Regions from separate parts of the Sus scrofa genome. Here all the other regions are linked to region 1. The links are chromatin contacts, called in public Hi-C maps. All regions are on one chromosome and are shown on one strand. The core of a region is the stretch at or near the end of the contact, and the rest is flanking DNA. Distances in the headings are between cores, read along the strand shown. Region 1 overlaps GLRA3 (glycine receptor subunit alpha-3). Region 2 overlaps HPGD (hydroxyprostaglandin dehydrogenase 15-(NAD)). Region 3 has its middle 46 kb from the start of HPGD.

Region 1 (3,981 bases), core at 998-3,497:
AATTTAGGTGAATGACTAAATCTGAACACCTGGGGTGTTCACGAATATACTGCATTTCAATGGAAAACTTTCAGTAAAAGGGGCTGGCTAGAACATTCTCAGAAAAAAACTTCATTTGAATAAACTTGGGTTTGTTTGTATCTTGGCCTCTCTCACGTTCAGGAGCTACAAATTCTTGAAAATCCCTGGAGATATCTCAGTAATCGCCTCTTCCAAGGGGAAAAAACAAAACAAAACAAAACAAAACACACAAAAAAAATCATTCAGGAGTAGTAGATTATCTGAAATGTCTTTATACTCATACTTTCTGAAAGGAGAATGAGGGGTTGCAATGTGGGGGTCCCCCTAAAGGGCATCTCACTTTGTGTGAAGGCCAGTCAGAAGTTGTGTGGTCAGCACAGTGTCACACATATTCCAGAGGGCTCTCTCATGGCCTTGATAAGATCTGGTGAAATGCCGTAGTCCCACAACAGGCAACCTCTCTCTAATGCTGAAAATTTTTGAAGTTCTTCAGATTCAGAGGGTTTTTTTGTTTATGTTTTTAGAAATTTTATTGGGGTATATATGGGTGACTTACAATGCTGTGTTAATTTCAGGTGTACAGCTAAGTGAACAGCCATACACATCTATCCATTCTTTTTTCAGATTCTTTCCCCATATAGGTCATCACAGAGTATTGAATATATTTCCCTGAGCTATATAGTAGGTCCATGTTACCGATGGATTTCATATATAGTAGTGTGTACATGCTAATCCCAAAGTCCCAATCCATCCTTCCCCACAATAAGTTTGGTCTCAAAATCTTTGAGTCTGTTGCTGTTCCGTGAATAAGTTCTTTTGTTTCATTTTTCATTAGATTTCACATATTAATGATCTCATATGGTATTTGTCTTTCTCTGACTGACTTCACTTAGTGTCAGAGTTTTTCCCCTCTGGATGTTCACTAACAAGTTTTACAGTGTAGTTACAAAGATGATGAAAGTTGTCACCCAGGTCTTCTTGCCAGTACCCAGCCTTCTCTTGTTCAAACTCCAGACCTTGGCTCTGCTTGTCTCTTCAAGGATGCTGTCAGTGCGATTCTGGGCAAGTGTGTCTTTTGGCCTCTGGTATTAAGTTTATAAAAACTCACCCTCAAATATCTCTTTCAGGGTCTTTTCTGAAAATATAGATCTCTCTTAGACATCTGCAGCCCTCTCTAAAGGAAATCTTAATTAGATAAATAAATACATGTGATCGGATATTTATATGTACAGCTTTTCTTCCCCCCCCCAAAAAAAACCCCACTGGATTTATGTCAAAGGATACAGCTATTTCACATTAAATAACATACCCAAGTAGAGCAAATTTTATTTGAATAGATGTTAGTCATGACCAAGCAACATTGTTTTCTAGTTGTACCTTGAAAAATAGAACATTAATATGATATTATATATTTATTTTTAAAATAATTACTTTACTTCTTTCAGATTGACCCTGACTCTCTCCTGTCCAATGGATCTCAAGAATTTTCCAATGGATGTACAGACCTGTATCATGCAGCTGGAAAGTTGTAAGTAGAAACAACTTATATTTCTGAATACTTTAAAAAAAATAGTAGATAATATATTTAATGAGTTACATAGATAATTTGTTTTGTAATTGTTTTTGCCCAATATTTACTAAATAGGAGTTATCTTCCATCTGGTATGGAAAGGAATGGTGTCTATGAGCACATGTACTCCATACTGTGATAAAGAAATAAATTCAGGAATAGAAATAATAGTTTTTAAGCTTGAAACAAATAGCTATTTTCTCTCTACAAATCATCAGAGGTAAAAAGGATGATAACCATCAAAGACTACTATTTTTTTACTGGATGCCTTGCTGTAGTCCAAACCTTTTAAAGATATTATTTCTCATACTCACAACGAATATGTTGTCCCCACATTTTAACATGTGAAAATGGTAATTTCTAGTGATTGTGCCCCAGTTTAGAGAAGTGATCATAATAATCCATCTGGCTTCAAAGGCTATGCTTACTCTGAACCATTTTGCCAAACCCTCGTGTAATATTTATTCAGTGATGACACTGCTGGCTGTGTTTCATATGTTATCCCAAGGAGGAAAGACTTTTCTCACCCTTTATCAGAGATTTATCCAAGCTTATAGGCGTTTCTTTAAATTTCTTCTTCCAAAGTGGACCTGTGTGCGTCACTGATTAATGCTAACACATGAAAACTTCAGGTCTTCTCTTTCTCTGAACTTATCTCTGTATAATCAGCCCAACTTAATGGGTTTTCATTGTTTAGTGCCATTTTACAAAGAGTAAGCATTATGCAGTATTTTTCTTGTGGTACTGTGCTATATAAGGGAAAAAAAATATCTGTTTGACATATTCTTTGAGAAAAATTTGAAAGTGGATCTTTAGACTAGCTGGCCTGAGGCCAGGTCTGTAGTGCGGTGGATCCGCCACTAGATGGCATGCCTAACTCATGGGGGGTGGGGACAGGGTGGCGGGGCGGGGTGGGGGCAGGATTCATTCCTCCTTGTTTGGTTTCTCTTAAAGTAAGGAAGTGGAAATACCTCTTTCTGACAATAACTCTTTTTTTGTTAAATTTAAATACACTACTTTTCTAAGTAGTTCTTAAATATTAAGCATACCCATGGATAAATTACTAAATTAAATGAAAGAAGATAAAAATGTAGTTTTAGTTGGGGGAACTATTTAGCAATAAAAATGGAGGAAGAAAAATACAATATTCCCAGCAGTGTAGATTTCCAACTGGACCATGAAGGCATTTTGAGGGCAGTTTGATTCTGTATCTTGGAGACAAAATTAAGCACATGGGAGAGTATTGAGAAAAAAATTGTATGAAAACTAGTCTGAGACAGACTGGTTCCCTCATTACTGAACCAAGGATGCTGGATGTTATCCAGTAGTGAGGAGCTGTTCAAGATTTAGGAGCAAGAAAATGATTTGGTCAATATGATGTTCTTAAAGATTCAGCCAGATGAACCAAACCTTACTTAGGAAGATTTCATAACATTCTGAGGAAAAGAATACAAGTGGGGGGGGGGGGTTCCCATCATGGCTCAGTGGTTAATGAACCCGACTAGGATCCATGAGGATGTGGATTCAGTCCCTGGCCTTGCTCAGTGGATTAAGGATCCTGCGTTGTAGTGAGCTGTGGTGTAGGTCACAGACGCAGCTGGTGTTGCTATGGCTGTGGTGTAGGCCAGCAGCTGCAGCTTCAATTCAACCCCTAGCCTGGGAACTTCCATATGCTGCAGGTGTGGCCCTAAAAAGCAAAAACAAAAAAAACCCCAAAAAAACAGAAGAAGAAAGAAAGAATACAAACAGGGACGAAAAGGAACATGTGGAAGGTGAAAACAATACAGGTCGATGCTATAGAGGATGTAACATGTTATCTTTACCTTCTTATGCTGGGCCTGAAAATTAAAGAGATAAAACAGGTTAATAGGAGAAAAGGATACAAATTTATAAGTTTTGCATGAGGTGGGAATCCACCATAAGGAAATGAATAGACAAGGAAATGGCAAAACCCAAATGCTTTTATACCAAGCTCAACAGAGAAGCACTTGTGGAAGAGTAGCCAGACTGTGTGGGGAAGCTAAAGGAAGAGCTGGATTATTTTAACAAAGTCGGTTTGTACAGAATTCTCTCAGTTTTGATCCCCTGTTGGAGAACATTTCTTTTTTCCTGCTATGGGGGGTATGTCTTTCACGTGGGAGTTGTTTTTTGTTTGTTTGTTTTGCTTTTTAGGGCTGTACTTGCAGCATATGGAAGTTCCCTGGCTAGGGGACAAATCGGAACCGCAGCTGCCAGCCTATACCTCTGCCACAGCAATGTGGGATCTGAGCTGCATCTGCGTCTACACCACAGTTCACAACAACACTAGATCCTTAACCCACTGAGCGAGGCCAGGGATTGAACCCACATCCTTATGGTTCTTAGTCGGGTTCATTAACCACTGAGCCACG
Region 2 (3,981 bases), core at 722-3,221, 200 kb after region 1:
GCTTTCTTCAGTTATCTGGTTGGTTTCAGTTACTGTGAAAACAGCAGAATAGGTGTCACCTCCTCCCCCTGCCCCACACCCACCCTCCAGCTCTAGCAGCAATGGGGGGGGGGGGTCTGTTGGAAGATACCTGTGACCACATTAGTGTCTGAGGCTCAGCATTTTTTCTCATCTTTCTGTGAATCCTTAAGCCACTGTGATCCTAGCACAGATGGAAATTTGGACAGCTCCCTCTTGAGGAGTTTTCAAAAATATACTAGCATCTCATTTTTCTGGGTTGCTTCGAGACAAAATGTCATGCCTAGAGTTATTATAGACCTGTCTCTATAGATTGTTCAGGGGTGTCTGGTAATCTTTCTAACATGACATCTACTTATAAATGATAGCATTGCAAGTGTAAGAGTGCATTAAAAAGTGGTAGCATAGGCAATAATAAAAAGAGATATTTGGCCCCAGAGAGGGCCAAAGTTTAGATTCTGGGAGGCTGAAAGCCTAAAGACACAGTGTCAAGGCAAAATCTACACTATTTTGAAATGAAATCCTAAGAAAAATATAGAAATGATGAGGGAATTAAGAAATATGTAATAGTTTATTAAGCATACAAATGTGAAAAAGAGACTGTGGTGATCAAAAGATAGTTTCGTGAATTCTCTCTGAAATTGAAGAGGGCTGGTAAGACTTGAAGAACCATGAACATTGTACAAGGATCCCCTTGACCTTATATCAGTAGAAGCACTGATTTCAATCTCAGGAAGGCTAGATGGCTTCCAGACTCCCTGGGAGAGATACTATACCAAAAGAGGCTTACTTGCCCCAAAGAGCATGAAAAGAGAAATACAATGTAGTACTGCCTTTTATCCAATAAAAATACTTAAATATGTAGTAACAATTAACATTCATTGAGCTCATGATGTTTAGGAGTTCATGATGCTGTTTTAAACACCCAGTCTGCGATATCTCACTTACTATGCTCAACCACCCTGGGAAGTAGATTATGTCATCTCTAACTTGCAGATAAGGGGACCAAGCCAGGAGAGCTTAAGTATCTTGGCTGAGCTTACACAGCAAGGGAGCAGTGATGCTAGAATTCTCATGCCAGCAGCCTAAGATGAGATCCCCTATGTCTTAGGGGATTGTATCTCTCTCTTCTATGGGTTCGTTTGCCAGTCTGCTTTGTCTGTCTCTCGTTCTGTGTCTAGTCAGCCTAACTGTAAAGAGGAACTGAATTCCTGTAGCTTGATGAAGCCAGCACGATTTGCTAGTATCTTCAGGCCTGCCAGGCACCACTTTAATCTCAGGACTACTTACTAGACGTACTAAACCTTAAGCCTTTGCCTCATTTGACACACACAGAGTAAAGCCCTGGAAACCTTTGGGGAACTTACCAACATCGCAAGTCAAAACATGCCATGGACAAGAGCAATTTAGGGTTGACAGTTAGACGTCCACTGGGACTTTCTTGGCTAAGAGCTTTCTTGGTCACATGGCCCAGCCCTGGATGTGAATTTTCTTCTCCCCTATCTCAGAGACCATAACAGGAAGGCTGTGTGGCTCTTTCTCTAATGGTGCCGCTAAAACAATGAATGGATGTAAATGAATGGGTATAAATTCCTCCTGACAGAGCGTGACGCCATTGATAATAGTTCAGTCGTTTGTCTCTGTCCATTATACTCGATTTGACTTCATAACGCCCGTCTTCCCTACCTGTGACATCAACACCGTTTCCTTGTGGCCACTGGCCCATCTGAACAGACCCTGCTCTCCTCTTTCCACCCCGGGCTTTGACACTGAGGTGCCCTCATCTCAGAAAAAAAAAGTATTAAAACATCTTGTCTTGTATTTTATCCATGCACCAAGGGCTTCTATCCTTCCCATGATGAAATCAGTTTGAAAAACATTTGGGGATTTTGTAATAGTGGAAGATAAATGCGGACATCTCAAACCTTCGCACTTTGCTCTGAAATACTGTCGGCAGTTTTATACCCTTGAAGTCACAGCATGTTGGCAGAGGTCAGAGGACCAAAAATGTCTGTGCGGAGTTACCAGAGGAAGTCATTGCTTTCTTTCTTAATTAAAAAAATTCCTCAGCTTATATGAAGTATAATGGACAAGTAAAATCGTAGCTGAAGTATTCCTAGTGCTTGCTTCTTCTGTGTTTTCCAAAGGTTCCTTGCTCACAGATGTTTCCTCTTTTCTCCCTCTGTTGGAGGAATAGTGGGTAATATTCAACCCAGCCAGAGTCCATCCTCATGATCTTTTGCACGGATTGCGTGGAATCATTTACTGTCATAGTAAAACCTTAAGTTGACACACTGGTTTGGGCAGAGAAGTTAATGAGTAATGACCACTGACGCAGACCGAGTATCAGATGCAATTAATAAGGTTCACAAATAGAAAGGAGTTAAAGTGGAGAGTGATTCCTAAGTGTGTGGAGGGCAGGTATGCTCTGGTCTGGAGCCCTCTTAACCACACAGACTCTTCTGTACGAGTTTTTGTCTTTAAACATCATATGCAAATCTGCACTCATGTTGCTGAACCCATCCTTAACTACTGAAAAACAGAAAGTTGAACTACAGGGAGGAGTGAGGTCTGATTTAATGCAGATAATCAAACAGCTGTGTTCCCGTAAGACATCCCACAGGAATCAAGGATGCCTCTTTTTTTTTTTTTTTTTTTTTTTAAGGGCCGCGTGCATGGCATATGGAGGTTGCCAGGCTAGGGGTCTAATCGGAGCTACAGCTGCTGGCCTAGCCACAGCCACAGCAATGCAGCATCCGAGCTGCACCTGCAACCTACACCACAGCTCATGGCAACGCCGGATCCTTAACTCGCTGAGCGAGGCCAGGGATCAAACCTGAAACCTCAGGGTTCCTAGGTGGATTCGTTTCCACTGCACCACAACGGGAACTCCAAGGATGATTTTTATATAGTTAGTTACTTCAAATGGCTGGCAAGGAAGGGCAATTGTCATAGGAAAAGGAGTCTGCTCACCAGCCCTGCTCCCACCTGCTGGACTTGTGAGGTCTTGGTGTTGGGGGGTGGGGGGGAGTGGGGGGGGCATTCTCTGTGCCTCAGAAATAAGTGGCATTGTGTGAGTGACATCAGGGAGGTCTGAATTGAAAACATTAGCATATCAAGAAAATACTTGAAAATCCTAATAGTTTTTAATGTGTTTCAAATACCACCCAGGGACACACTCACTTGAGCTCTAAGTTGCATGTAGAACAGTGTAACTGGCCTGCTGTTTGCATCACAGTGGAAGGGCTCAAGTTACCACGTTTTAAGTAACACATTCAAATTAACCAAACAAGTTGAACGTTTCCAGAAGGGAAATGGGGCTATGAAAGTAACTGGCAGGGTTTCCACCCCAAGAGCTACATATGTCAGTGTCTGTTGTCATATGGCAGAACTGAATAGTTGGCATAGCGTAGACTAAGCAGAGACATGATGCGAAGTGCAAGGGACTCACGCTGCCTGAAGAGCAGCACAACAGACCAGAAATTTCAGGTGATGCCCTTCCTTCATCTCCAAGCCAAAAAAAAAAAAAAAAGAAGGTGAGAGAGAGAAAGAAAAGGAAAGGAAATCATGTGGTACAACCCTCTGCAGCTATTCTTGCTCTAAGACAGGGGGACTAGCAAGTGCCAGTTCTAGGCATTGTGAGAAACTGTTGGCTCTATGTTAGCACATTGAACATTTACAGATCCCTACAACAGAAGTCAGTTTAATTATCTCCAATGTATAGTTGAGCATCTCACCTCCAGCAGGCTGCATAACTTGGGAAATAGGGTGAGACTTAGCAGTGGTAATAAAAGCAATTCTATGTTGCTGTATTTTAGTGTATATCGTGTAGAATGGATGAATCTGCTTTACCTGGGTCTTAGTTGGTCAGATGTCAAAGGCTATGAGAACATGGGCCACCTCTCATTTAGTACTGACAAGAGTCCACATGGTGTCTGTTTTTTTTGCTGCTTTATGGCTTAA
Region 3 (3,981 bases), core at 819-3,318, 140 kb after region 1:
ACCCGCATCCTCATGGATCCTAGTCAGGTTCTTTAACCGCTGAGCCATGACAGGAACTCCCTATTTCTTACCCTACTACAAAGGACAATGATGAGATAGTTACATAAATACGGCTACACTAGTAAAAAGAGAAAATCTTCAAACTTTTGTTAAGTAAAGAAAAAGCAGTATAGCTCACATTCAATTGATATACCATTACATGCTTTGTGTTAGTATCATAAATGATAATATTTTCATTAGTAAACATTTTTATCATTAAATTTCAAACCTCTTATGGTTAATGTTTTTCCTATCATAAATTTGTTGTAAGACCTTTCTGCCACCATGGCGTGTATTTTGCCACATATGTACAACATATGTTTCTTTTCTTACTCTCAGCTGAGCCTCCACAGTAGAGAACAGAGGATTTCAAGGATCCACACAATCTAAAAAGAAGTTCTAGCATCTGTGTAAAACTTACTAAAATGTTTAAAAAAATTCCCACGAACCATAATTTCTTATTTTGTTTTCTCAAATGTATATAAGAAGAGGCTTGGAGTTCACGTCATGGCTCAGTGGTTAATGAATCCAACTAGGAACCATGAGGTTGCAGGTTCAATCCCTGGCCTCACTCAGTGGGTTAAGGATCTGACATTGCTGTAAGCTGTGGTGTAGGTCACAGAGGCAACTCGGATCCCATGTTGCTGTGGCTGTGGCACAGGTTGGAGGCTACAGCTCTGATTAGACCCATAGCCTGGGAACCTCCATAAGCCGCGGGTGCAGCCCTAGAAAAGACAAAAAGACAGAAAAAAAGAAGAGGCTTGCAAATTGAGAGATAGCACAGCATGGATTTTTTGTGAATGTTTTCAGTATAAGAACAGCCCATGGATGCTTTCCTTCCCCCTCCAGCCTTAAACCCCCATACTAAGTAAAAAAGATGAATTGGGGTTGATCCTTGGACCTCAGGAAATTGAGGAATGCGGGTCTGGTACCTGACTCATGTTCAAGAAGTCTAGAGGCAAGAGGCTTATTAGAGCCACCTGTGGCAAGAACCCGAAGTGCTTGGAGCCTGGTTTCCTCTTCCAGAGCTGCAGGTCCTGTTCCATGGACCAGGCGGGGGCTATATGAAAGGCTCAGAGCTTGTGTCACCCTGGAAAGGAGACACCTGAGAGAACTGTCTAGAAATAAGAGACCCAACAGAGGCAGTCAGTGTGGGGTGGCTGCCGGAAACCAGGGATGGAGGCTGGGAGACACATCACCCACCTCAGAATGGTCCACTCCAGAGGGCTCCACTGCAAGATTGTACCTGCCCCAGGCAAGTAAGAATTACTGTGTGCCCTTGAACATCCCTCCCTGCCCAGCCCCCACTTTCACACCCAACTCCTGAAGAGTCAGAGGTTGCACGGTGAGTGGAGGGAAAGAAGTAAGAGAAAAAGATGGTGAAAGAGTGCAGGACAAACGAAAATCCAGGATCCACCTTCCTACCAGATTTTTCTGCAGCAGAACTAAGCTGGGGAAGGAGAGGATGAGAAATTGATGGTTTTCCATTGGGCTGGATTGTACTTTCTACTTGCTAAAAAAAAAAAAATGATACTATTCATTAACTCCTAAGAGTGGCTGGAAAAGCTGTGGGATCTTCAGCCAGGGAGAGAGGGAACAATCTGACAGATTAAGTCAAAAGGAGCATTTAGGGAGAAGGAAAAAATTTGCTGTATGTTTGCTCCTATTCAAATCCTGCTCATATTGTAAACTGATTGAGTTTCAATGGGAACTTCTTTTTTGCCCGTTCTGAGATGACGTGACCCCACAGTTAATCGCTAGGTAATAGTAGTCCTTCTCTATACGATGATGCTTTGAGTTTTACTGCATCTGAAAAAGACAGGATCCCAGGGCACAGGATGGAGGAAGGGTGTGGGTATTGATCCAGATTATTCCAATGCTAAGGAGCATGAAGCACGAAGCCCAGGCAAAGAGGAAACACTGAAACTTTAAAGCAAAGCTAAGTCCCAGCCAACTGCTAGGAATTCCAACAAAGGACATGATCCAGAGAGAGCAGCCCAGAGAGGGAATGTTTAAAATAGAGCGAAGGAGACAGATTTACAGGACAGTGACCTGTGCATGCGGACTGGTTATTTTCCACAAGCTGACATGTGGAGCTAAGTGTCTGGCCGGAACAGCCACTTTTGCTTATTTTCCCCGGCTGGGAGGGGAAGAAGGTGGAGACCCCAACCCCAGCAGAGACACAGGTGCTTTCGCAGGGGTTCACCTCAAAGACATTGTCACCAGTCACCAGGTCAGTCAGCTGCCACATGTATCACAAATGATTTTCTGTCACCAAAAACAAAATACTAACTTTGTGAATGACTTAATTAAAAAAAAAAAAAACAACTTTTTACTGGCATAATAATCTATACAAAGAAATGTGCACAAGTCACGGAGTTCCTGTTGTGATACAGCAGAAATGAAATCAACTAGTATCCATGAGGATTCGGGTTTGATCCCTGGCCTTGCTCAGTGGGTAGGGTATCTGGCGTTGCCGTGAGCTATGGTGTAGGTCCCAGATGTGGCTCGGATTCTGCATTGCTGTGGTTGTGGTGTAGGCTGGCAGTTGTAGCTCCGATTTGACCCCTAGCCTGGGAACTTCCATAGGTCATGAGTGCGGCCCTAAAATGCAAAAAAAAAAAAAAGAAAGAAAGAAAGAAAGAAAGAAATATGCACAAGTCAAAAGTCTGCAGTTTGCATAACATGATGGTTTTTCAAAAATCAACATTCAAATCAAGAAACGGGATGTTTTCTAATTTCCCATGGGTGCCTCCTTCTGGTAACTACTCTGCTGCTGGTGACCTGAATTTCTCACACTGAGATTCATTCTGCTTGTCTTTGAACTTTACCAATGGAACCATCTAAAATGTAGCACATTATGTCTGGCTTTTTTCATTCAACATGATAGTCAGCATGTTATCAAAGTGTGGAGCACAAAATGGTTTGTTCTTTTTTATCGCTGTTTGATACTCCATTGTATAATTTTACCATAATTTATTTGTCCATTACATTATTAACTGACATCTATTTTGTTTTATTTTTATAAAATAGTGGGGGGTTTTTTTTGGCTGTGCCCGTAGCATAAGGAAATTTCCAGGCCAGGGATCAAACATGAGCCACAGCAGTTTCAACACAGGATCCTTAATCTGCTGGACCACCAGGGAACTCCCTGGAGATAGTTTTGATACAAAGAATGGTGTGGTGAAAGTTTGTGTACATATCTTTTGATACATTCCTTAGAGCGGTGATGCTTCATTCAAGGACTCAGTGTCAATTCCAGATCTGAGCTGTGTCTACCACCTACACCACAGTTCATGGCAACACTGGATCCTTAACCCACTGAACAAGACCTGGGATCGAACCTGTGTCCTCATGGATACTAGTCAGATTCATTTCCACGGAGCCATAGTGGGAACTCCTGGATATCCTCTTTTGTGATGTTCCTGTTCAAGTCTTTTGCCCATTTTCTATTAGACGTTCAGTTTTTCTTATAGATTTCTAGCAGTTCCTTCAATAGTCTCCCTTCATATTCTTTGTCAGATAAATAAGTTACAGAACTTTTCTCCCAGTCTGTCCCTAGCCTATCCGATCTCATAATGGTGTCCTTTGAGAAATAAAGTTTGGAATTTTAATTAGTCTGATTTCTTAACATTTTCTTTACCTGCAGTGGTTTTTATATCTTGTTTAAGAAATCCCTTCCTCTTCCGAGGATGTGAAGAAATTGTTTTACATTTTCTTCCAGAAATTTTATTATGTTGTCTTTTATATTGAGATCAACAATACACATGAAATGAATTTTGCGTTTGATAGGAGGTAGGTAGTCAATTTTTTCCCCCAAATGAACAAGTTAGTTAAGACACAAATTTTAATACAGTAAATTCATTAATAATGTTACTCGCAATCACTTTCATTCAGATATGCTTTATAGGGATTTCCGTTGTGGTGAAGCAGAAACAAATT

Evidence for each region. A called contact is a pair of places that touch in the nucleus more often than the background predicts.
Region 2: a Hi-C map of liver shows a contact between it and region 1, with 7 times the contacts expected there. The contact joins two enhancer-like sites. A contact is called at or near these places in 2 of 47 Hi-C or Micro-C datasets (embryonic fibroblasts and liver).
Region 3: a Hi-C map of liver shows a contact between it and region 1, with 4 times the contacts expected there. The contact joins two enhancer-like sites. A contact is called at or near these places in 1 of 47 Hi-C or Micro-C datasets (liver) and 1 of 2 datasets of contacts at active chromatin or transcription factors (skeletal muscle).

The regions. Positions count from the first base shown.
Region 1 is chr14:15,527,279-15,531,259 of Sscrofa11.1, forward strand. GLRA3 (glycine receptor subunit alpha-3) reads left to right here. Exons shown (of 12, transcript XM_021074190.1): 7 at 1,467-1,549. Among named protein-coding and RNA genes, the nearest start is that of HPGD, 190 kb to the right of the region's middle. Within about 2 kb of position 2,248, at least 2 of the 83 cell types and tissues checked have an H3K27ac peak or open chromatin away from gene starts, as enhancers often do. A contact at or near this core is called in liver, where this site is marked.
Region 2 is chr14:15,732,375-15,736,355 of Sscrofa11.1, forward strand. All of the region lies in intron 4 of HPGD (hydroxyprostaglandin dehydrogenase 15-(NAD)), which reads left to right. It also overlaps the pseudogene LOC110256674. Among named protein-coding and RNA genes, the nearest start is that of HPGD, 16 kb to the left of the region's middle. Within about 2 kb of position 1,972, at least 9 of the 83 cell types and tissues checked have an H3K27ac peak or open chromatin away from gene starts, as enhancers often do. A contact at or near this core is called in liver, where this site is marked.
Region 3 is chr14:15,670,618-15,674,598 of Sscrofa11.1, forward strand. No RefSeq gene overlaps it. Among named protein-coding and RNA genes, the nearest start is that of HPGD, 46 kb to the right of the region's middle. Within about 2 kb of position 2,069, at least 1 of the 83 cell types and tissues checked has an H3K27ac peak or open chromatin away from gene starts, as enhancers often do. A contact at or near this core is called in liver, where this site is marked.